Linked DNA regions of Mus musculus: region 1 is linked to region 2. The links are chromatin contacts, called in public HiChIP or PLAC-seq maps. All regions are on one chromosome and are shown on one strand. Each heading gives the region's core, a stretch centred on a gene start, on an enhancer-like site or on the middle of the called end of the contact. The rest is flanking DNA. Distances are from core to core; before and after follow the strand shown.

The links. HiChIP or PLAC-seq counts read pairs in DNA pulled down with a chosen protein or histone mark.
Region 1: an H3K4me3 HiChIP or PLAC-seq map of embryonic stem cells shows a contact between it and region 2, with 43 read pairs. The contact joins the enhancer-like site here to the promoter of Kifc3 in region 2. A contact is called at or near these places in 2 of 39 promoter capture datasets (HPC-7-derived erythroid cells and embryonic stem cells), 2 of 15 datasets of contacts at CTCF or cohesin (CD8 T cells and the NIH/3T3 cell line), 42 of 484 Hi-C or Micro-C datasets (the AML12 cell line, the N1E-115 cell line, the NIH/3T3 cell line and 17 more), 34 of 115 datasets of contacts at active chromatin or transcription factors (the 230-238 cell line, CD8 T cells, astrocytes and 17 more) and 3 of 9 other capture datasets (adipose tissue, liver and pancreatic islet).

Annotation. Positions count from the first base shown.
Region 1 is chr8:95,181,908-95,187,933 of GRCm38.p6, forward strand. It overlaps a transcript of Kifc3 not described here. Among named protein-coding and RNA genes, the nearest start is that of Gm31277, 16 kb to the right of the region's middle. Within about 2 kb of position 3,639, at least 9 of the 459 cell types and tissues checked have an H3K27ac peak or open chromatin away from gene starts, as enhancers often do. A contact at or near this core is called in embryonic stem cells and rod photoreceptor, where this site is marked.
Region 2 is chr8:95,138,554-95,144,613 of GRCm38.p6, forward strand. Kifc3 (kinesin family member C3) reads right to left here and starts at 4,004. Exons shown (of 22, transcript NM_001372314.1): 1 at 3,879-4,004. All of the region lies in intron 1 of Gm31036 (a long non-coding RNA gene), which reads left to right.

The DNA of each region.
Region 1 (6,026 bases), core at 2,389-4,888, 43 kb after region 2:
GGTCTGTGTGGGGAGCGCTGGCACTCACTCGACTTTAATCCCAGCACTCAGGAGGAGGCAGAGGTGGGCAGATCTCTTGAGTTTGAGGCCAGCTTGGTCTACAGAGCAAGTCCAGGGTCAGCCAAAACTACACGGAAAAACCCTATCTCCCCAAACCAAAGAAAACATCTGGTTATCTCTTTCAGTTAGATCTGTGGCGAGCACTTCCAACAGGACGCAAGATCGTAAGGAGAAAAAGAAAGTGTATAATTCAGGTAGGCTTGCAGGGCCTTAAGAAAAACAAATACACTTCACTGGAAAAGTTGCTTCCTTTACCCAGAGGCTAGGTAGGTCCCTGCTCCTTACCTGGAGTTCAGGAGCCCAGACCTCTGAGCCCAGGATGCTTGTTGGGGAGCGAGTGAGCTTTGAGCGCTGCAGAGGCATCTTTGGAGGTGCTGAGGCCTGGCCATCACCAGCCAGCAGTCTCCTCTTGGTTGGGGTCTTTCTCCCACTTTTCTCTCTGTTGCTGCCCCCCAGCTGTTCCAGCTCAACCAGACCAGGGCTGGTCCTACAAACATGGCACCCACAGCCAGGCTTGCCCCGACAGCACAGTCATGCGTGCCGGAGCCTGCAACCACCCGTGCCCAGGCGTTTTCTGCTTGGTCCGCTAATTCCACTAACAGTGGCTCGGGGCTGTGAACGAGGAGGCTTTAACTACAACAATTAAAAGGCTCTGAAGACAGCACCTGCTTCGGCTTCCAGGGAATCACCTGGGTCACCTGGGTCACAAGCGAGGGTCCTAGAACACGAACGTTTATGAAGAGCTTTTAGGCAGCTGCTTTCCCTGCAGTCGGCTCCATGGTCCTACGAGTTGTAACACCCACAGCTTCAGTCTTCCAACAGGAAACTCAGTATGTCCAGATTTTTTTTAAAGACAGGGTCTCATGCAACCTAGGTTGAGTTCAAACTCTCTGTGTAGCTAGGATTGGCCTTGATCCTCCTGACTCTTGTTTTTTTTTTTTTAAGATTTATTTATTATTATATCTAAGTACACTCTCGCTGTCTTCAGACGCACCAGAAGAGGGTGTCAGATCTCGTTACGGATGGTCATCAGCCACCGTGTAGTTGCTGGGATTTGAACTCAGGACCTTTAGGAAGAGCAGTCAGTGCTCTTAACCGCTGAGCCATCTCTCCAGCCTGATCCTCCTGACTCCTAATTCTACTTCCTGAGGTGGCCAGATACTCACAGCTGATCTTGATTTTCAGCCTCCCAAATCCTCCTTCACCCTCAGCCTTCCCGGCCCAGCTAACAGCGACTGCCTCTTCTGCCCTAATGACTTGGGTGGAGGCTTCCCGGGCATTTCCGATGTTTGTGGGTTTTTTTTGTTTGTTTGTTTGTTTGTCTTTTGGAAATGGGGGTTCACAATGTTGACCAGGCTGGCCCTGAGCATCCATCCTCCTGCCCTGGCTCCTAAGTGGGATTAGAGGTGTGTGCCATCACATTCCAGCTCTTTCCCGTGCTACGCCGTGACATCACACTCTAATAAGTCTTCCCTTCGAATATAACTTGCAATCCAACCATGTCTCTGCCCGGAGGCCTATCATAGCATCACCATGTCTTAGCATCCAGGGACCCTCTTAAAACCAAAGCCCAGTCCCATCACTGTCTTGCTCAGAGCCTTCAGTGGCCCCCATGTTAACCCACTGATGTCTCCCAATCTGTCCTTGTTTATTTTTGAGACAAGGCTTACTCTGTAGGGCCTCGAGTCCTTGAAAGATCCTCCTGCTCAGCCTTCCTCCTTCAACTAGGATCGTAGGTGCGCACCACCATGCCCAGCTTTGCGTTCTCTCTCTCTCTCTCTCTCTCTCTCTCTCTCTCTCTCTCTCTCTCTCTCTCTCTCTCTCAGCTGTATGGCCTCTTAACATGTGTGCAAGGCATGTTGGCTTGTGCTTTACCTCTCGTGTCCCTCTGTAAAGGACAGCAAGCTCTACATGCTAGGATCTTGGTCCACAGTGTTTGCCGAGGGCTCCCAGGCAGTTATCCCCAGGCTGGTGTGGAGCAAAGGCCCTGCAAAGGTTTGTGAACGAAGGGCATGGAACAGCTGTTGAAACAAGAACGAGCAGAGGGATGCTTCCGACTTGCCTGCTCCTTAGGGAGGTGGATGGGATGAGGGCCATAGAGTTGCCCTAGTTCACCTTCCCCTCCCCCACAAAGTGCAAACTCTAGAGGGGTTTGAGGGAAGGGAAGTGGGGAGGGAGGGTTCTACACATTCCAGAGTAGGGTAGGCAAGAGATTCAGGTCCAGAGTCTCGGGAAGACACCTAAGATCGTTCTTGTGTTCCTGGTCCCAGATGAAAGGCTAGCATCTGATGCAGAGCTAGATAGATCCCTGCCTGTGGGCTGTGGAGCACGGTGCCACTGAGAAACAGAGCCACCCGGGCTGGGCTGACAGCATTGCCCAGACAGGTGCAAATTCTCGTGTTAAGCCCTTCTTAAACCAGGCTCCCGTGGCCCATGCTTCCTCCCCTCCTTCCATCGAGTTACCATAGGAGAAAAGCGGATTAACAATGTCTCCCGCGTGGCTAGAACAAGGCAGCACCGCCACTCCACCCACACGCATCAGTTCCATGGGTTTGGTTTTCTCCTCAGACACTCAGGGACTGAGCTTTGAGAAACCTCCCTGGCTTGACTGTGACCCAGGAAGCTCTTTTAGGACCAGAACAGAGCATAACCCATGAAAGGACTTCACATTCCTTTACAATTCTGTAATACAGGGAAATAGATTTAGTTGTGGTACCAAGTGGTTCTCAACTTGTGAGTGGAGACTCCTTGGGGTAGCAATCAGATCTTCTTGTTTGTTTGTTTGTTTTCCAAGACAGGGTTTCTCTGTGTAGCCCTGGCTGTCCTAGAACTCACTCTGTGGACCAGGCTGGCCTCAAATTCAGAAATCTGCCTGCCTCTGCCTCCCAAGTGCTGGGACTAAAGGTGTGTGCCACCACTGCCAGGCTAGATCAGATCTTTACATTTTGATTCATAACAGTAGCAAAATTACCGTTATGAAGTAGCAATCAAATAATTTTATGGCTGGGGGTCGCCATAACATGAGGAACTGTATTAAAGGGTCACAGCATTAGGAAGTTTGAGAAAGGTCCTAGAGCCTAGGCACTTCAGAAAACAAACAACTAACAAAACCAAAGAAAACAAAAACAAAAACAAAAAAAAACAAAAAAACAAAAACCAAACCCCTTTCTCCTGAGCACATGCAAAGCAGAAGTAGGATAATCAGAAGTTCAAGGCCAGCATGGGCTACGTAGGGAGACACTGCCGGGAATACGTAGATATGGGGCCCCTTTCAGTGGACCTGAGCATGTGTGACTTGGATGATTTAATCGTTACTGGGTGGCCTCGGGATGGGGTTGGTCACCAGATAGCCAGTGATTAAAGAGCTGGAACTTTCTCTCCTTTAACCTGCAGGCAGCAGGAGCTAGAGACTGGCTTCTGTACGTAAAAGCGTTAAACAAACCAACCAATCCGCTATGAGATTGGCTGAGCTTCCAAGACTTGCTGAATGCAACTCCCCGGGTAGGAGCAGGGGGTGGGGAGCGCTCCTGAGCTCTGGCCCAGCCCTTTCTGTCCCTCAGCTCATCTTTTTTGAACAGGCCAGTCAGTTTAAGCAGTTAAATTCCTGCATGCTGGGAGCTGTGTAGTAAAGCAGCCGACCTGGGGAGGGTACTCGGGCATCCCTTGAACTTACAGCCTGTCATTCAGAAAGCTTGGCAGATGGGCGAACACCTCCAACCTCAGGAGTGAGTGTAGCCTTGGATTATTACAGGCTATCAGGGATGGGACCTGATGTTTCCAGGTTCCTGGTCTCTTATACAAAGAACTGAAAATAAGGGCTTACTCAAGATTCACAAAAGTAACAAGATGACTTTGGAGTATCAGAGGAATTCCAGAAGGATACAGTCAAGAGGGGGATACAGCAAACCACAACAAGGAACCTGGATTTTTGTTTGAGGTTTCCTTTTCTGGAGTTGAGGAGGAGGATTTGATTACTAAGGGCTGTAATTTGAATGGTCTCCCTTACGCATCATTAATATTTTATGAATAGAAAGAGACCAGAGGTTTCTCAATGAGTCTCTCTGTGTGTCAAATATACACCAGTAGGATTGCCCAATTTCCTGTCACCCTTGGGGAAGGGAGTCAGAGTGAATTTACAGGTGGCATAAGTTCTGACGAGATGATGAAGAAAGATGTTCCTTATGTTCAAACCCAGGGCCTTATGCTGGCAGCCGTGACTGGACAGTCCCTCTTCTACATGGCCGCCCTCATCAGCCTGGAGACCTTTAATGACCTCATCAGAGTCTGATTTCCACACTGAGACTTTCAGGGCTGACCCGTTAGTCAAAGCAGAGTTGAAAGATTGCTTTGCTTTGTTTTCTAAAGATTTATTGTTAAATAGGTGTGGTGACGCACACTTTTAAATCTCAGGATCTGGGAGGCAGAGGCGAGCAGATCTCTGTGAGTTCAAGGCCAGCCCTGGTCTGCTCAGTCAGTGCTTTTAACCTCTGAGCCATCTCTCCAGCAACATCCCCTCTCTCTTTTAATAGGAGATGTTCTTCATGTGATTCCAGAGATGCCCTGGAGGGAATCACAGTCAGAGGCTACAAATGAAGTGCTGCACACAGCTTTGGCAATGTCTTTCCCCTGAAAATGGAGTTTCTGGTGCGGTTCAAGGCTAGGAAGGAGAAACGGCCTTAAGCTGTAGTTAATTGGCTGGCAAAGGCTTCAACCAAGTGCTTGGGTGAAGGGCTTCTCCGTTTTCTCAAATCCATCAAACGCGCCCTTGCCTTCCCAGTCTGGCTTAATGTACGCTAAGGAAGTACCTTTTCTACTGAGGCAGGATTTTAAAAACAAGGAAAATTATGGGGGCATGAGGAACAGAGAGAGAGGAACTCCTCAGAGCAGAGTCTGGCTGAAGCCCCTCTCGCCAGCTGAGAAGAAAGAGTTCCACCTCCAGGACTACATTCACCAGGAGGTCTCTTTCTTTGTATAGATGCTTTCTGTTAAATTAGCAGTGAGCCGGGCATGGGCCTGAAAGTACCTGGCCTCCCTCGTTTCTTTTTCCCAGCTGTTCACAGTAAAGATGCTTCCCTGAGGTGATACAGACTCGTCACCTGCGGTCCTATCAGGTGCCCCTCAGGAACCCACTGTAATCTCATTTCCGTTCCTTGCAACCCTTTGAAGACAAAGGACTTGTCTTTAAAATACATCCAAACACCATATCTTGGCCATCTGTTAAGACAATGAAACGGGACTCTCCACACCCTTGCTGTCTTACTGTTAACTCCTGGGGGAGGAAAAAAAAATCTGTGTTTCAAATGCCTTTTAGAAAAGAAACTTTAACTCTGCTTCATATGATTATTCTGAAATTCCTTTCTGTGTTGAAGCCAAGGACCCGGTTTTTCTGCAGTCAAGGTCCCCAGACTGTGAGATGCATTGTGAAGTTGTGCCTCTGCCATTGTGGTCTCTACTTCTTCATCCCCTGGCTTTTGAGCATCTCTCTGAGCCAGCACTGGTCTACACTTCTTAAACTTCTCCCCCTCCTTCCTCAGCCTCCCTGTTACGGGGGGTGGGGTGGGGGGGTGGGTGGTCCTTAGATCCGTTAAGTGTGCCACTTCTTAAAGGAAATTGGGAAGTAAATTGATAAAGGAAGTTGGATTTATTTATAGTTTGGCCAAACCTGGAAGAGAAAGATGCCTAGTTTCCGATTTCCTGTTCGGTGCCACATTTTATAGAAACGCTAAAAAGAAAAGTCTAAAATCTGCATGTGTTAATTTACTTTGTCAGAACTGTGGACTCTCTTCCTGGAAGGCCAGTTCTCCTCTGGCTGGCAGGAGGCCGCCGCCCTTCCCTTCTTGCAGTGGAATTCCTGGTTTTTCATTCTTTGGGATGATAAAGGGAAGGAGGGAGTGAACATCAGAATATCATTCAGAGTCTCTCTTTTCCTGTTAAGGCTGTTTTCTATCAAATACTATAAAACTGTA
Region 2 (6,060 bases), core at 2,754-5,253:
AAGGGGCTGGCTTGGGGCCAGGGGCAAGCTGGGTTTACATTCAGCAAATTCTCAGGGCCAGTTCATTCATACATTCAAGTAACTCAGTCTTGAGGGTGTGTCAGGCATCCGGCCAGGCATTCATTCAGCTCCTAATTCATAATCATTTATTGAGTGCCTACTATGTGCTGGGCACCTGGCAGAAGTCAGTGACCTCAAAAGTCCAGTCACAGTGTTAGGTAAAGGTTTATTGAAGTGATGACACAACCCTTTAATCCCAGCACACCCAAGGCAGAGATCCCTCATAAGTTCAAGGTCAGCCTGTTCTAAGCAGCAAGTACCAGGAGAGCCAGGGCTACATAGTGAGGCCCTGTCTCAAAAATAACAAATTTCAAAGTATGGACAGGTCATAGGGAGGTCAGAGGGATTCCCAGGCACCATGTGGTATGGGAAGTGTAAGTGTCCTGGGAGCACTGCTATGGGAAGTGTAAGTGTCCCGGGAGTACTGCTATGGGAAGTGTAAATGTCCTGGGAGCACTGCTATGGGAAGTATAAGTGTCCTGGGAGTTACCATCTTCCCCACTGGGGGGAAAAAAAAATCTTTATTGTGGACCTACTGTGTGCAGAGCAGCCTCAAGGATATTTGAGCTGACCAAACTTTTGCTCCAGATTCAGGCTGTGACACCAGGCATAGAAGTAAAGTCAGACTAGAAAGGCATCCTGGGGTTTGAAGACTGAGATGGGCACCCAAGGGACTTCCTACAGAGCTACCTGGATTGTGGGCTATTTTCAGGTTCCCCACTCTCACTGCACTGACCATTTCCTGCCGAGCAGCAAGAACATGTGTTGAACAGGGTCCAGCCCCACCCCCTGGCTTCCTGAGAATCAGGGGTTCAACCCACATGCTATGCCCACATGATCTAGTATAGCTTACTAAATGGATAATCCTGAAACCTGAAATGCATGTATACACACACACACACATTTACATGTATATACATATACATGCACATGTGTGCACATATGTACACGTACACACACACAAACCAAAGTCAGGCTAGCCACCAAGACTCAGAGCTAAAGGTCACTATTGCGAAAAGTGGGGTATAGTCTGCAAGGTGGAGTAAGAGGGGATTACTCTTTATCAAGATTAATGGTATTAAGTAAGGACAGGCGTGGATGGGGTTGGAGGGTCGGGGTTGGGGGGAGCAGTCCCTGAAGGCCAGAGGTCTGAGAGTGGCAGGAGCTGTCAGCGCATACACGAAGTCCTCAGAAGCGGCTGGAGAGCAAGTAGGAAGGGCAGGACAGTCAGGTAGCCATAGCCAACTAAAAGAAAGCCCTAGGGACCTCTTTAACAAAAGCAGGGAGAGCCAGCCAGGTACAGGGGCTCACACCTACCTTCCCTAGCACTCAAAAGGTTGCAAGTTCTAGCCAGGCGTGGTGGCACACACCTTTAATCCCAGCGCTCGGGAGGCAGGGGCAGGCAGAGTTCAAGACCAGCCTGATCTACAGAGTGAGTTCCAGGACAGCCATGGCTATACAGAAAAACCCTGCCTCGAAAAAACAAAAAGAAAGGTTGCAAGTTCCAGACCAGCCTAGGTTGCAAAGCCGTTTCAAAGCGACTCAAGGGACTGGAAAGGGCCTAGGAGGCAGCTGTTTCCTTCTTAGAGGGAAGTTCAGCCAGGATGATGAGGAGATGGAGCTGAGAGAATATGCTATATAGAACAGGGGAGAGGTGACATGTAGGGGTAGACAGAGGTACAGGAACAATGCATCTAGAGACAGGAAACAAATAGCAAGAATCTGGAGTCAGAGACTGAAGACTTTTGATCTGATGCTTTTAGGGGCAAGTACTGAAGACAGTGGGTCATGTCTCTTCCTCCCCTGACTGAAGACAAGTCAAGTGTGGGGTACTCACTGGGAGAGGACAGGAATGTGGGGGGAAGGGGTCAGAAAGATGCTGATCAACCCCATCCCCCATCCCATGGATGCCTTGAGATGGGTGTAAAGTGGGAGAAGCCAGAGGAGCAGAGAGCAGATACAAATGCCCTACCCAGGTGGCCTGATGCAGTGCATGAAGCCGACCCTGCAGGCCAGGGGGTGAAGCTGGGAGGACCATCCTCTGTGGGTGCTCGTACCAAGCTGAGACCATGACGGGCAGAGGATTCTAGGAGAGATCAGCTCAGTCAAGGAGGTGGGGGAGCATATTTCTGTGCTATCAGGAAGGGAAGTTGGAGCGGCAGCCTGGAGAAAGAGGAAGGGTGTGTGCTAGGTCCCCAAGAGGAAAAGGCAGCTGAATTTAGCAGCTGGAAACCCGGGTGTGAGGTCAGGAGTATCAAGGAATCTCAAACAAGCCCAGGGTTCTAGGCCAAGAGACAAGTGCATCATCTCCTTACACAGGTGTTAGGTCTGGGGTCCTGGGACCTCTAGTGACCTGGAAATCATGCAGTAGAGCTATGGGCTAGGTCAGACCTTGGCTCCGCCACCTAGAAGAATTAATTACCTGCTCTTTGCCTTATCATCTTCATGTATCAAGTGGTGAAAACTGTACTTCTCAGGGCTGACATCAGAAAATACACATATGAAGTATGGACACAGGCAAAGGGCCCAAGATGCTGCTATCTCTTGGTAAACTGTCCCATTGGTGGGTGAATGCGGAAGCTGTTTGGGGGAGGGGCATGTGCTTCTCTGGGTTTAGCTAAGGATGGTAGATCTGCCTTCCTCCTGTCTTAAACCAGAGACAGGGCAAAGACTCACTCTCTCTCTCTCTCTCTCTCTCTCTCTCTCTCTCTGTGTGTGTGTGTGTGTGTGTGTGTGTGTGTGTGTGTGTAGACCTCATAGTCACCTATACACCACTGCAGGGGATAGCTTAGTTCTCCTGGGTGAGCATTTGGGGGAGGGGGCATGGCTAGACTGGGTTAGGGTATCCCTGGCACACACATGTTCTGGTGCATCCAGATTTCAAATTTTCTGCTCTCTGGTACCCATACAGACAGCAGAACTTACCATCCCCAAACCCTGAAGTCCAACCACTCCAATACACAAAACCATTCTGGGACTGCATTCCTAGCAAATGACTCTCTCTAGCCAAGGAGACTGCCCCTTTATGAAGGGCATGGGGAATAAGTCCTACCAGACTAGGAAGGGCATTTACCCAGTCTGGGGCAGAAGGACACTAAGGAAGGTGAAGCTAGGGGTAGTCCCAAGGCCCAAGCTTGAGAAATGCATTAAAGTGTGTGTGTATGTTTTGGAAGGGTGACAAATACTACTTAAGAATTTAAATCCAGCTTCCTCTTTAAAATGTCTCAGGACCCGGCCTTTCACTGTGTCAGCCAGAGTTCTCCTGTTACTTGCAGTGGAAAGGCTGAGGGGACAGACAGCTTCTGGGCTCCCCTCCCTGCAGGGATTCCTCAGCCGCAGCTGTCAATGACTTGATCCCTCTCAGCTTGAGAGGGTATTTCTGAGGCCCTCCCTCCTAACCTAGGGGCTGCCGCACCCCACCTCGGGCCTTGCCCGGGGGATGGGGGAGAACTACTCGGGGGACACAGAGGGAGGGCCCAAACAGTAGCCTTCCTGGAAGCGACCCTTGCAGGGGGAGGGGGTTCACTGGTTGACCCGCAGCTCCCAGGTAGGCACTGCACATTCCCCCTCCAAGGAGTCGGTCTTGGTGGCGCTACCCCAGAGGCTGTGCCACCCTCACGCCCAGGTCTCTGCAAGATCCTCCGGTTGGACCAATACAGTGGGAGCCCCGCGCTCAGCCGGGTCTCTTGGGGCCTGATCGCAACACCCACCGGGTCGGGGAAAGAGGGGGTCCTCAGGCAGGGCGGGCGCGGCGCCCAGCAGGAGCGCCGGGAGGAGCCCGTCCCATTCCACCCCCAGCCTGCCGGGACCCGACTCACCGGCCTAGCGGAGACAGGATCCCAGCGCCGCCACCGCAGCGCCCCGGGCTCGGCCCGCTCCGGCCGGCTCCGGCCCGCCCGCCCGCGCGAGGCAGCTCCACGCCGCCGCCGCTGCCTCCTTGGCCCGCCCCGTGCCCGCCCCTCCCGCACTTTCCACAGGAAATGATTAACTCAGGCCGCGGCGCGTTCCCATGGTAACGGGCTCGGGAGGGGGGCACGCGCACTCTCGCGCACGCGCCCACCCCAGGCGCATGCCTCCCCTCTTATCCTACCCATCCACCCGACACAGGCTGGTACACCCTTGTGCGCACACCCACTGGTGCACGAGCCCAGGCGCACCTTGCCTGCCCCTTCCGAGCTGGCTCACACCCTCCACTGCACACCGCGTACCTGCACACTCGCCCTCACCCATTACTCCTACCCAGGAGTTAACGTTAACACTCACCCTCAAAACGGTTTGTACTCCACCCCAAACCCAGGTGCAGAAGTTTCACGCACGCCAGCTAGGATCCACACACAACTGGCACACACACACACACAGACTCACATCTTAATACATTTCCTCACACAAGCTCTTGCACGCGAGATCGAGCACACGCATACCACACGTTCACCTGCTCTGTTACACAGGCGTGCACCCTCTCTCTGTGCCCAGCCTGGCATCCTGCCTTGCCAGCTGCACCCCTGCACCCCCAACCAATAAATATTTTCTTGAGCAGCAGGCTTGGGGTTTGTTAAGGTAACGCATTCCCTTAAGCTCCGGCAAAACAGCTCCACCGTCTGTCTTTAAAAGCTCCTTCCTGGGGCGTCTAGGAGCCACTGAAGAGGCCTGGGGGAGAGAAGGCTCAGGCAGCCAAGAGAGACTGCTGACCCAAAGGAGCCACTCTGTTCTTTGTCTCCCAAACAGAGAGGCATTTATTCCAGCCCCAGTATGCCCACTCCGGAGTGCGGAAGGAGAATGTGCCACAGGAGCCTGTCCCGCAGAGGCTGATGGTCCCCAGATAACCTGAGGAGGGTGAGGGTCTACCCCTTCAGGCTTGCCAGAAATGGCCTAGGAGAGACCTAGGGAGGGCCTTGCTGCCTCCTCTGGGCCTGCTTCCCGCTTCCGCTGCTGAGCCACGTGTCAAGAATCTGGAGCAAAAACAGAGACAAGGACTTAGGCCCCACAGGGTGCCTGGTGCCAGGCCAGGCCTGGCCAGTAGGCCCCCAGCTGGAAGCAAGCACTGTCTCATCTATTGAAGGCTCTATTCGAGGGGAAGGGGTGTGTCCTGCATTTAAGTTTGCATATAAAAGGAGAAACCTTGTCTTCCTTAAGGATTGGGACACTGACATAAACTTCAGTTTCCTTCTAGCAAAGCCAAAGTCAGGTTTTGTTTTGTTTTGTTTTAACTAATAAAAACATTTATTGTTCTCTTTTCTCCAATTAGAAAAGTAATGGATGTTCCTTGTGACTGTGATCCCACCCACTGGGTGTAAGTGCTGCCAACACTTCATTTAGGACAGCCCTTTTCCCTTGTGCACATAATAGACACCATTTATTCCTGGTGAGTATAGTGTCTGGCACTGTGCTCTGTAACAGCAAGGTCCCGTTCCACACTGATCCGCCCAGGAGATGGGCACCTCCTATGTCCATGTGTTCAAGAGAGGAGAGGCAAACTCAGAATGGGTCAGAGCTGAGGCTCCAAGTCCTATAGGGATGCACACATGTGCACTGTGCACAGGGGCCACTGTATGAATGTAGGAAGCACCAATGAAGGAAAAATGAAGGGCGGGCTGAAACCATAGGAGGAAGCACTTTAAAACTCCCAGCAAGGCTCTAGCTCCAACTGAAAAAACTAATCGTTCAATGATTATTAAGAATTTAAGAGTTCACATTCCGCTGGCCCTGGTGGCACAGGGCCTGTCATTCTAGCCACTGGGGAGGCCAAGGGGAGGATTTCAGTTCAAAGTCTGCTGGTTAGAGTGTCACCAGGAACTGCATACCAACTCCACTTCTCTGGCAGTTTCAATGGAGGCTGCCAACTCTCTCCTAACCATGGGAAAAGTGAAAGATTTCCCAGAATCCTAGCCAATGGCCTTGATGCTTCCGGCCCACTTTAGGGTAGAGGTGGAGCTGTCTAGAGCCAGATAAAAGGCAGTGGCCAGAATACTGAAAACCTACACCTGTTTCTGCAGGGCAAGG